2 separate regions of the Mus musculus genome follow, and region 1 is linked to region 2. A link is a contact called in public Hi-C data. All regions are on one chromosome and are shown on one strand. Each heading gives the region's core, a stretch centred on a gene start, on an enhancer-like site or on the middle of the called end of the contact. The rest is flanking DNA. Distances are from core to core; before and after follow the strand shown. Region 1 holds the start of Igsf11 (immunoglobulin superfamily, member 11). Region 2 overlaps Arhgap31 (Rho GTPase activating protein 31).

Evidence for each region. Hi-C and Micro-C count contacts between places; a contact is called where the count stands out from the background.
Region 1: a contact with region 2 is called in a Hi-C map of granulocyte-monocyte progenitors, with 2.5 times the contacts expected there. The contact joins the promoter of Igsf11 here to the enhancer-like site in region 2. A contact is called at or near these places in 2 of 484 Hi-C or Micro-C datasets (beige adipocytes and granulocyte-monocyte progenitors) and 2 of 115 datasets of contacts at active chromatin or transcription factors (both in embryonic stem cells).

The regions. Positions count from the first base shown.
Region 1 is chr16:38,899,524-38,905,560 of GRCm38.p6, forward strand. It overlaps Igsf11 (immunoglobulin superfamily, member 11), which reads left to right and starts at 2,822. Exons shown (of 7, transcript NM_170599.2): 1 at 2,822-3,036. The coding sequence starts at 2,985.
Region 2 is chr16:38,634,518-38,640,663 of GRCm38.p6, forward strand. Arhgap31 (Rho GTPase activating protein 31) reads right to left here. Exons shown (of 12, transcript NM_020260.2): 2 at 5,730-5,832; 3 at 2,380-2,524. All of the region lies in intron 4 of Gm36482 (a long non-coding RNA gene), which reads left to right. Among named protein-coding and RNA genes, the nearest start is that of Gm36482, 23 kb to the left of the region's middle. Within about 2 kb of position 2,399, at least 74 of the 459 cell types and tissues checked have an H3K27ac peak or open chromatin away from gene starts, as enhancers often do. A contact at or near this core is called in granulocyte-monocyte progenitors, where this site is marked.

The DNA.
Region 1 (6,037 bases), core at 1,572-4,071, 270 kb after region 2:
AGGGAGAAAGAGAGACTAGACAGAGAAAATAAAAGTCTAGAATTTGCTCTGGAGGGTAAATGGATGAGAATAAGCTAGGGATAACACTAACATTAAAAATTGAAATTCTTATTAATATAAAAGAGAAATAAGAAGTGTGACCATAGCCTAGGCATTCCCAACTCATGAGAATAGAGTTTCTTTTCATAAGACCCCTGTTAAAATGATTGGCATTATTTGAAATACACACACACACACACACACACACACACACACACACACACACACACACACACAAACACAGCCAATGAGTGTTTTGTCTTATGCTTGTATGCCAAGAACCAGCCTCAGCTTGGATATGGGTTCTGAAGAAAGGGTGTCTAGAAGCAGTGAAAACAATCCACTTGAAGTCAAATCGGGGGTCCAGCAGCCTGTGTTCTGCTGGCGACAGCTTTCCAGCCTGTTTTCTTCTGTTCTGCATTCTTTCTCTCTGATCTGCTTTCTCTCAAGATCTCTATACAGCTTTCTCTCTATGCTCTGCTTGAGACAGCTCTGTAAGCAGTTATCTCTTAGTATGCTAAAAAACTTTTTCTGGATAGATCATCTCCTGCAGATCATAAGCCCAGTCTTTTATCTTGCATACCAATCCAGTCATTGACTCCAGGTTCCCTTTTGATCATCCTGTGACTCAGGGTCCTGTGACTCCAGCCACTTAATTCTTAGCAAACACACATTTTCTTTTAACATTGCGAAAGAAATCAGAGATCTGCCTGCCTCTGTTCAGCACATACTGAAAAGCTAGCTGGGTGAGATGCTGTCTTGAAGTTACCCATTTCTAGCACACTTGGACCTAAATTTGTTCTGTCTCAGGCTGATCCTGGACTCAGGAATCTGCCTACATTTGTATCTGCCTGTCTTAGTATCTTTCTGACAAGCTGGCTCATGCTGTAGCTGCCTCTGTCCCTTTAGATCTGCAAAGCCCCTTATACAATTCATATTGCATTGTTATATTTTTGCATAGTTGAGAAATTACATATTTTCTAATCCATGTTTTTAAGAGTCTTTTCCCACAGCCTGAAGGGTCCAGTTTTTATCATTTTGCTAAGACATTAGCTATACCTTTGCCTCCTTGACTCTCGATGTCTCTGGTTATCATGGAGTCATTAATGTTAACAGGAAGGACATTACTTAAAGGAGGAACATAAAATTTGTACATTATTATACATTCAAGCCCCAGGCTCACAGCAGCCACCGACACTGGTGCCTGGTGGCCCTGTCCTAGGGGCAGGAACCTTGTCATTCTGCCCCCACCAAGGCCATGCTGGACCGGCAGTTGTATACACACCACATGTGAGCCTGGTTCTTTCAGAGGTCAGAAGAGGACACTGGATCACAGATGGTTGTGAGCCACCACGTGGGTACTGGGAACAGAACTCGGGTCTTCTGCAAAAACCAAGTGTTCCTCTCTCAGTGCTCTAGTGATTGGCATTTTAAAACTTCTCCTTTTTTTCTTCTTCTTCAAAATATAACATTTCAATATTTAAATTAGTTTTATAATTCTACTTTCTTGATATTTTTGTTTTTCCTACACAGCCTTAAATCATTGTGCAAATATACTTCTCTTTAAAACATTGTTTTCTACATTTGCCATGCTCCTGAGTATACTATTGTTTCTGAGTTGTCCTGGCAAAATTGGTTCTGTGAGGTGTCGGGGTTCAGAATTCTGAAGGGCTACAGGAGTTCTAATCTAAGCTGTTCAGAATCTGATCTCATGTCTGGGAGGTTCATGGGCAGGTAGGTCCTCAAAACTCCAAGGCTCAGTGTGGGTGTGGAAGCAGAAAATGACTTCGGGCTGTAGGAGGAAACAGAAACTAAATTGGGAAAGGATGGGTGGGTAATGCTGTTCAAATAAGTAAAAGCATTTCAAATGTTATGAAGGCCTCTTCAGTCTAACCAGAGCAAACAAGCAAAAGGTAAAAACATCCATCGAAGACACAGGTGCCACAGTCAAGGCAAGACAGTACTCGGTGTTAAAAAGCAGTCTAAGGAAACGTGAGCTTGGTGAGGAATCACTTAAGACATTGGAAGATGACAAGCATGGCTGCAGGCCTGTAATCCCAGGGCTTGGGAGGCTTAGATGGAAAGGTCAGGCATTTTAGATCATCCTGGTTTTAATTGAAATAGCATTACATCACTTTTGTCTTTCCTTTGGTCTCTTCCCTCCATCTCTTCCCAGCCATACCCTCTTTTAAAACTCCTCCCGTGTTCTCCCCATTCTCAAGTTATTAACCTCTTTTTTAGTTACACATGCCTGTGTATGCATATCTATCTGTCTGCCCATCCATCCATCCATCCATCCATCCATCCATCCATCCATCTATGGAGATGCAATCCGGTTTTTTGTTGTTTGTATATGGTTTCAGGGCTGACGACTCTGCACTGGACTACAATAAGGGAACTCATCCCTTGGACAGGTTAACTTTCCTAAAGGTCTTCCTGTCTTCTAAAAGACTCCTAAGGTTCTTTCAGATAGATTAAATGGTTTTCAGGAGAGACTAAAATGGTCAGAGTAGGGACTGTTTGAAAACTTCAGCCAAGAAAGACGAGTTGGATCTGAGGGAAGCCACTTTGGGGTTTTAGGTTCAACCTGTCCTTGCAGGTTTCATGGGGACCAGAGCAGGTGGCCTGGCCGCGCCAGCCTTGAGTTCTGTGCATTCTGCGGCTGGCCACTAGGCGTCGCACTGGAGTCGCGGTTGCCCTGGAGACCGCTCGGCGAGTGGGCAGGCGGTGCCGAGCCCCCGGCTGGGGAAGAGCTGGCGGGAGCTGGGGGGAGTGGCTGCGGCGGCTGGTGGTGGCCGCGGCGGCCGGCGAGCCCGGGACGCCCGAGCCTGCCCCGAGCCTCGGCGGAGCGGAGTGGCCTCGGCGCTCCCGTGTCCCGCTTGGTCCCACGCTGCACCCCGCCGCCCAGGAGCCCGGCGGACGGCGGCTCCCCCGGCGGCTCCGGCATGACTCGGCGGCGCTCCGCTCCGGCGTCCTGGCTGCTCGTGTCGCTGCTCGGTGAGTAACTCAGCTTGTCCTGCCGCCTCGGGGGACCGAGCCCGCTGGTGCCCGCAGGGCCTGGGAACCGGCTGCCCCGGGGCGGTAGCGGAGGCCCGCGTCTGCCAGGTGTCCCCAAGCGCTGTAACCCCAGCGCCGCTCCCCGCCGCCACTTCCCGGAACGAACTCCCGCTGCCAGTCCACTTAGAAATAGTGTTAGAGTCGCCTGCCCTTACTAGAGGGCTCCAGGAAAACTTTGTAGCTTTACCACAGCCTTGAAGGAGTTTGCGATATTAAAAGAATTAAATTGATTAAAAGTTTTTTTTTTCAGATTTAAAGTTGTAACTTCATTATAACCTTTAAAACATATGCAGGGGTAAACATTTCACTTTATTAAAAAAACAAACAACAACAACAACAAAAACCCAAACGCTCGATTACATCCGAAAGCAAAGTTTATTTACACTTCGTTTTGTAACCAGAAGGGTCTAAGTTGCCTTATAAAAATACATAGAATGTAGCAATATGAGCAAGCGCTTGAAAACAGTTGGTTATTCAAATTTGATTTCTTAAGTTTTTCTTAACGTTTTGTTTTCCCCCCAGTAATCATCATAGGCAGGCTCTGAATGTCCTTTTCTACAATCCTGCCTTTGTGTGTGCATTGTTCTGTGGAATCAAGTTTTCTGACTCAGTAATTGGTTGCTGAGGTTTGCTGAAATTTGTCCAGAAGGCTTCTCTTTAAGAAGCTAGTGCAGTGATGGAGTGTGCTGTGGTTAATTCTATTTCTCTCTAGACATCTTTGTAGGTCTCCAGTCATTTTTATGGCCTTACTTGAATAAACGATGTTTTAATCTTGATGTAACCCAGTTTTAGGTCGTTCACCTGGTATAGGAGAAAGCATAGCAAACTGGCCTGTTACCGTCCATGACGATACCAGGGACCGTGTTCTGACGTCTTGAAGTTCAGTAGGCATATTTTTTAGTGACACTATACACGTAGTGAGGTCACATACCAAAGTGTGCATTTATGCGCTTGAGCTTCCAAACTGAGTTTGTCATTCACTGCTTTCAGCAGGCCTGTGTCTTCCTGTCCTTCTGTCAAAGGTGAAATAAGCGAATTCATAGATGTTCCTCATAATCCTTGAACACAGCTGAAATGCTGTAAACGTTGCTGTAATAACAGCTCCAAATGGTTTTGATAGAAAGATCTGTCGTTAAACTAAGTTGGAAAATCTGTCATGAAACTTAGTTGGCCGATAGAGTTTGTGTTTTGAATTTATTAGGCAGTACTTTTAAAAAGGTGATTTTGTTTCTAGGATCACTCATAGGCAGACACCTGATTTATGCCTTTGCTTTGGGTTGGAAGGATTTCTACTCAATACTAGACTGATTCTGAGGACTTCCAAGGTTGTTCCCGTCTTTGAGATGGTCTGTTCTGTAGAGCCACTTTTAACTCTCAAAAAACGTGTTCCTCTGTTCGGCAGATATTTCCTTTGCTACCACTGGGTGCACTTGGGCATCAGGTGGGTGGGTGGGGCAGGGAGACAGTGGGAGGATATGTCTGTAGCCCTAATGGGATCTTCTTAAGATCTTAAATATCAGCATGCCCAAACACTTGATGGTACAACAAATAAATGTTGAGTCGCATTTGCCAGCGGCATCAAGGAATATTTATTTCACGGCAAAGTGAGCTTTCGATCTGGACTTGGCCTAGAATTTAGATTATCTAAATGGAGGATGGTTGGGCCTTCATAGCTCAAGAAACATTGGAGCTGAAGTATATTTGAACGGAGAGTGTGTGTGGGCGGGTTCTAATGAGAGGGCAGATCTCTAACTGGAGGGGCAGAGAAAAGGCGGAGGGGAGGGGTGGGGGGAGGGAGGGCAAGCTGAGTTAGGGCTTTGTCTTGAGAAAGGCCACAGAGCTGTTTCCCCACAGGCCCAGGGGAGGCTGTGCTGAGAGAGAGTGGGGTGGTTCTATTTTGCAGTGCCCAGGAGAAAGTTGTGTCCTCCTTGAATTCTTGACCCAGACAGCGGCAGCGTCGCTTTGACTGGGTTGCGGTGTGTCTTTAGAACTTCTGTGACATCGATTCTGTTCCAAAGTGGGAAAAGTTGGATTCTGTTTGAGTGACCAACAGCGGTAATGGGGGAACAATGCACCAGAAATATAAACATCTCTTCAGTAAAAGAAAGACAAGCATATTGCTGTTATTTTTTGTTCAGTTTCTGTGAAATAAGTTTGTAGGGAATTTGTATAGAAAAGTTTACTACTGTGCAATTCCACCAATGGCTTAGACGAGTTTAAATGAGTCAGGTAAGGCCACATTTGCCTTTAATCCCAGCACCCAAGAGGCAGAGGCAGGTGAATCTCAGTGAGTTGAAGGCTAACCTCAGCTACAGAGTGAGTGCCAGGCCAGCCAGGGATACATAATAAGGCTCTCTCAACAAATAAACAGAAGAGTATCTGAAATACTTCTTTTATTGGCCGTTCTTTGAAAGAGCAGGTAATTTCACAGAATTTGAGGAAGTGTGTTAAAAAAAAAAAAGGCCGTATCCAAAAGAAAAAGTCACGAAATATTTTATCGTTGTTATTTTGAGAAGCTGACTATAAATTTCAATTTCCCAGCTTTAAAATTTGATGTGCAACTGTTTTTGGAAGGCCTCACTTTTTTTTTTTAAGTCAAAATCTGTAGCTTGGCCATCTTGAGAGAGACAGCGTGTGAAGAGTTCAGAGAGGATCAGCTTACTCAGCATACAGGACTCAGTTTAAACACCCAGTCATCCGGAGCTTTTACAGTGTTCTGCTAAGTACTGTTGTCAGACCTCATGTGCGAGGCTGGAGACTCGTGTTTGGGCTTCTCCCCCCCTGGTAACAGTAAGTGGTATATCTTCAGACGCGTTTTCACACTTCAGGAGTGGAAACACCTATAACAGACATCCTCATTTGAATCTTCATACTCAAGCCATGTGACTCAGTGGCAAGGGAGGTAGGTGATGAGCTTGGGCCACAAGAGTCTAGTCACAGT
Region 2 (6,146 bases), core at 1,149-3,648:
AGCTGTTATCATTGTTAATATTATTATTCTATTATTATTTGAATCCTCTTGTTCATCCAACGAGGTGGTATTTGACTTCAGCTATGCAGGTGAGTTAAACAAAATGTCAGAATGTAACAGCTATTTTCCTATGTCTAAAGTTTGTTCAGACCATCACATTCACTACTGCAGGCACAGACACTACTAAGGGACAAAGGCTGCAACAGAATTAACATTTGTAGGCCCTACTTTTGTAATCAAAACAAAACATCCCCATTTTACTTTTTAGTGTCAATAAACTGTCTGAATTCATGTCATTTCCTTCAATCAAGTTGACAAATATTGTCTTCCAGCTTTTTCCCCTCTACTTTCCCTACTTTTTCCAGTCCCCGTGAGGGCACCACAAGGATAGGGGTAGGCTGGGGTAGGTGTTTTGACCCAAGGCTGTTGCTGACAGAATTAGGAAGGAACCATTTCTGAGGCTTTTTTGTCAAGAATTGCTCTAGCTACTCACAAGTCCACATCAGCAGCTAAGGTTGGTGCAGTCGCCAGTGTTTATGACTAAGGTTTCTGTGTGCTTTGGGTTCTTTTTCACTAAAATTCAATGTAGTCTGTGGGCAAGGTTATGACAATTATTATACAAAAGAGCTAATACATCAAAACAAATACTATTCTTGAATACCCTTCCTTTTTTTTTTTTTTTTTTTTCAAGACAGGGTTTCTCTGTATAGCCCTGGCTGTCCTGGAACTCACTTTGTAGACCAGGCTGGCTTTGAACTTAGAAATCCGCCTGCCTCTGCCTCCCGAGTGCTGCCTTTTTTTTTTTTTTCCGAGACAGAGTTTCTCTGTGTAGCCCTGGCTGTCCTAGAACTCACTTTGTAGATCAGGCTGGCCTCAAACTCAGAAATCCACCTGCCTCTGCCTCCCAAGTTTTTTTTTTTTTTAAGATTTATTTATTTATTTATTTATTTATTTATTTATTATATGTAAGTTCACTGTAGCTGTCCTCAGACACTCCAGAAGAGAGGATGGTTGTGAGCCACCATGTGGTTGCTGGGATTTGAACTCCTGACCTTTGGAAGAGCAATCGGGTGCTCTCTGAGTGCTGCCTTTTAAGCCTTTAAAAAATTAATTTTTTCTTAAAAAGTTATCTGTGGTGTGTGTTTCTTCTAGACTCCAACTCTCCCAAGACTTTCTTTTCTTTTTAAAAAAAGATTTATTTATTTTATGTATATAAATATACTGTAGTTGTCTTCAGACACACTAGAAGAGACATCAGATTCCTTTACAGATGGTTGTGAGCCACCATGTGGTTGCTAGGAATTGAACTCATGTGGTCCTATTTTAATTTTTTTAATCTATTAATTTTTTTAAATTAACATGCTTGGTATTAGCTTTCACTATAACACGTCCAACAAGATCCGTTCTTGCCTGTCTCTTCCCTACTTTCCCTCTGCTTCAGTCCCTCTGTCCCTTCCACCCACCAAAGCCTCTTTCTACATTCGGGTCACATGTGTTCTGTTGCCCTCCCCGACTTCCTGCACACTCCTTTCCTCCTGTCTGGGCACACACACACACACACACACACACACACACACACACACACATCACAAGCTTGGATCTGAACTTGAGAGAGAGCCTGGCTGCAGGCTTTGTTACTCTGCGCCCGGCTACCTTGTCAAGCCTGGCATTAACATTTGCTTTAACCACGTGTTTTGTGCCATCCTTTCTGCTCACCCACGGGTGCCTCATTTGGTAGCCATACAAGCAAGCACAGTGCAGCTATTTCACTCTTGCATCAGCAGCCCATTGGCTATCCCATCCTCTCTTCCCCTGGCCCAGGTGCTTTGCTGTTTTTTTTTTCTCTCTCTCTCTTCTCTTTGTAGCTCTCTGATAAAGTCTTTTGATGTTTGCAATGGGGTGGGGTTGGGGGAACTCTATCTTTCCTGCCTACCGGTCTGTTCCCCCAAGCCCCCAGGCAAACACAGAAAGAACACTCTTTTGGAAAAAAAAAAAAAAGAGAGAGAACCATCACGATGTATAGCAAGCACCAGAGGCCTGAGATTCCTGCCCTGCCTCTGCTGTGTGACCTTGGGCCAGCCACTTTACTTCTTTGGTTCTCAGTTTCCTCCCTGAACAATGAGGCGCATTCAGTTGGATAAGCAGAGAAATAATTTAACCCAGCTCTCAAAACAAACAGCATCATTCTGAGAATTCAAGGAAGGAGCAGTTAGCAAACAGCTCGACCACTCTCCTTCCCTTGCCATCTTACATCCACCACCATGCTAAGATAATGCCAACCAGCTGGCGACTTGTGTTATTGTTATTTCAGTGTCGAAACTGCCCTTGGCCGGTCCGTGCATCCCACCCGCTAACCACAATAGAAACCCAAACACTCACCGTGAATTTCTCATAGAGCTCGTAGGTCAGGAGGGGGTTGGGCAGCTCCCGGAAGTAGAGCTTGCACAAGGAGCCCACACAGTGGATGTCTTGAAGGTACACTTCCCTTGTCAGATCTGGGCATTGATCTGAGCCAAACTCTTGCCTGGAACAACAGAGATGGAGACATAACAACCCCAGGGACCATGGGATCCTTGTCAGCAGCTGCTTGGAGGCACAGGAGTCAAAAGAGCCTCCACTGCCGATGTGCCTGGGGTCCTGCCTGACCTCCACTCCACTCCGGGCACCAGAAGGCCATTGGAGAGACACCGCTTTTGGAGGCTGATGTTTGCTTGGAAGTCGTTTGTGACTTGACGTCAGAAAACTCATTTGTGTCCAGAAGTCCCCACGGCACCGTATCTGTGTCTTGGCGGGGGGCCAGGGGGATATAAAATGTCTACTGAGATTTCAGTTTTTCTAAAGCATTACTCAAAATGTAGCCCCCCCCCCCCCGTCTTTTTTTTTTTAGCGGTGAGACCCAAAACTGGGAAGTGGGGTGAGGCAGGGGGTGGGAACAGTGTCAGGTCTTATCCCACATTTCCACAGTCATGTCTCAAATTCCCTTTAACCAGATACTCAAACCCAAGGTTTGTGGACCTAACTCAACCATCTCTCTGTCGCTTAGCGGAACTGTTTATTTTTTAGGTGGCTTAGTGGTGACTCTTAGGTGTCACTCCAGCATGTGAATGTCTTAAGCAGTCAGTCCACAGTTGGGATTCCAGGCACACCAAGACCATTTGGGTCTAGAGTAGGCGTCTGCACCATTTTCTTTCGTTCCTTTTACTTTGTTTTCTTTCCCTTTGATCCATGTTGTTTGAAACAGGATACAGGCTAGGTTGGTCTTGAACTGATGTCATTATTTCTTCATTCTCCTGAGTGCTGGGCTCATGGGCCTGAACTACCAGCTCCAGTTTATGTTTGACGTCAAATCAGAAAACATTTCCTTACATGCGTGCACTGCCTCACACTGTAAATACTTGTAAGCTACAAATATGGTTTTTTGTTTTGTTTTGTTTTGTTTGTTTGTTTGTTTTTTTGGTTTTTTGAGACAAGGTTTCTCTGTATAGCCCTGGCTGTCCTGGAACTCACTTTGTAGACCAGGCTGGCCTCGAACTCAGAAATCTGCCTGCCTCTGCCTCCCGAGTGCTGGGATTAAAGGCGTGTGCCACCACGCCCGGCCCCAAATATGGTTTTTAAATGGTTTTAATATTTCTATATTTAAGCTCCCGAGTGTACTCCTCAGTTAGGCAGGGATAAACCCCACAAGAGTCCGAGAACCAACATTTTTCAAAGCAGCCCATTGCGCCCCTGTACTCTGTTCCATCTCTTCAAAGAAGAGTGGGAAACGCTCCAATACTGTAAGGACCTAAAGGTAACTCATGGGGACAGAGAAGAGAGGGGTCCCGTGAATCTGTGGACATACGTGCATGTGTTTGTTTCTCTGAGATCAGGAGAGAAGAATCTACAATTTATTCATTTATTTTGCCCAGATTTTCCCTGGTCAAGGCTAAGGCACTCTGTAAATGAAAAAGACTCCCCCTACCTAAGTATCTTTCTGGATGCCAGCTACGGTGTCGTGGACTTCAGACCTAAGAGTCACCCTCAGTGTGGAACAATTGGTTTGCAAGCTTGCGGCCCAGTGCCGATCCCCAGCAAGAAAAAAAAATGTTGTCAATAAAATTCTAAGGGATCCACATGCCATGTATGGTGGTGGACACCTGAGAGCCTAGGACCTGGGAGACTGAAGAAGGAGTTGTGAGTTCAAAGCTAGTCAGGTAGACTGAGACCCTGTCTTAAAAAAGCAAGCACTGAAGCATCCGGGTGTGGTAGCACACACCTTTAGTCCTTAGCTCTCGTGAATCAGGAGCAGGTGCATCTCAGTGAATTTAAGGTCAGTCTGGCTCACAGAGTGAGCTGCAGGACAGCTAACGCTACACCGAGAAGAAACCTTGCTTTGATTTAAAAAAAAATTATACTTGTAATAAACTATTTTTTAACATCCATAAAAATGTTTTATTATTCACTACAGTTTAATTACAAGTGAGATTTGGAGAGGATGGACCAAAGAGAAGGTAGAAAACAAAATGTTGAATTATATAATATATAATCCACATCATATATCCCAAGTACATATGTACTGACTTTACAAGAAGTGTGTTCTACAGAATAGGGAGGCTTACCCTAAATTTCAGGCTAGCCTGGTCTATAGAGTAAAACCATGTCTCAAAAAAAATTTTAAATGTATATTCTTATTATCTTAGAATTTATATTTGTAATTAGCAAACATGGTAAATATATATTTAAAATCATTAAATGTTCTTTTGGTATTATGATAAACAAAATACATAAGCCTATTGCCTTAATCACAGAAAAATACATATATACTTCAATATATTTCATATATTGTGTATATATTTTATACAATATCTTTTTTTATTTAAAGTTTCTTGTCTTTTTGTTTGTTTGGTTTTGCTTTTTTAAGAGAGGGTTTTTATGTGTAACAGCCCTGGCTGTCCTGGAACTTGCTCTGTAGACCAGGTTGGCCTCCAACTCACAGAGATCCACCTGCCTCTGCCTCCCAAGTGCTGCGATTAAAGGCGTGCAGCACCATGCTCTGCTGGTTCTTGTCTTTTTAATGAAATAGGAATTTCTTAAAATGTTTAGGATAAATCTGTGGTATTATACATTACCCACATGTCATTTATTCTAAAAAATTACTGGGGCGTGGGGGAGTTGGAGGCCACACTTGCCATGATTCTATATGGAGGTCACAGGACAACTCTGTGGAGTCCGTTCTCTCCTTCTACTTATGTAGGCTCCAGGATTAGAACTCACATTATTGGGTTTGCCCAGCAAGCACCTTTACCTGAGGAGCCATGTCATTGGCTCCCAGTAACTTAAAAAACATCAGCATCAATTAGAGAAATGTACAGTTATGCAGACTTCAACCATCTGAAATATCAAGAGTGCATCCAAAGAAAACCTCCCAAGGGCCTCGGAATTCTAACACCATGCAAGGAACCCTAATCTAGCTGGGTTTTAGAAAAACATGTTCCCTAACTTGTAATTTAGGCCACTTAAGGTAAATCCAATCCATCAACGAAGCATGAACCCTGCCCAAGACAAAGAAAAAGCCTTTTTCACAGGACAGAATTGCACCAGGCCGGGAGCCTGCCGATTAGGGTTAGAACTGCCGGCAGCTGCACCTCAGAGAGGCCATCCGAGTTTCCGGTACTCCCCAAAACTGCCAGCAGAGACAGACAGAATGAATGAAGGTTCACTTGAGGATTCTGGGCTCTCATTTAGCTTACCTCAGCCGCTGGATGTTTGAGGTGATGCCCGAGAGGCGATAGATTCCATCCACAATGCCGTGAGTCTCTATGAATTCAGCACAGCTCTTCAGCACATATGGAACTATGTACAAGAAGAGAAAAACAGTCAAGCATCAGATGTAAATCTATCCTGTAAAGATACCCCTTGACAATCCAGGCCAGTTCAAGTGTAAGGGACTCAGAAGAGTCACAAGTGTGAGCAATTGCTTATAAGTGGTAGGCAATGCTCCCTAGAGACTTAATAATGTTTTAACTACTGTTTAAAGAGTTGAATAAAATTTAATACATTTTGTTTATTAATTTACTTTATTTATTAAAACATAACATATTTATTATTAAATAAAATTTACAAAATTTAAATAAAATAAACTTTAAAAATTAATTTTAAATACTTGG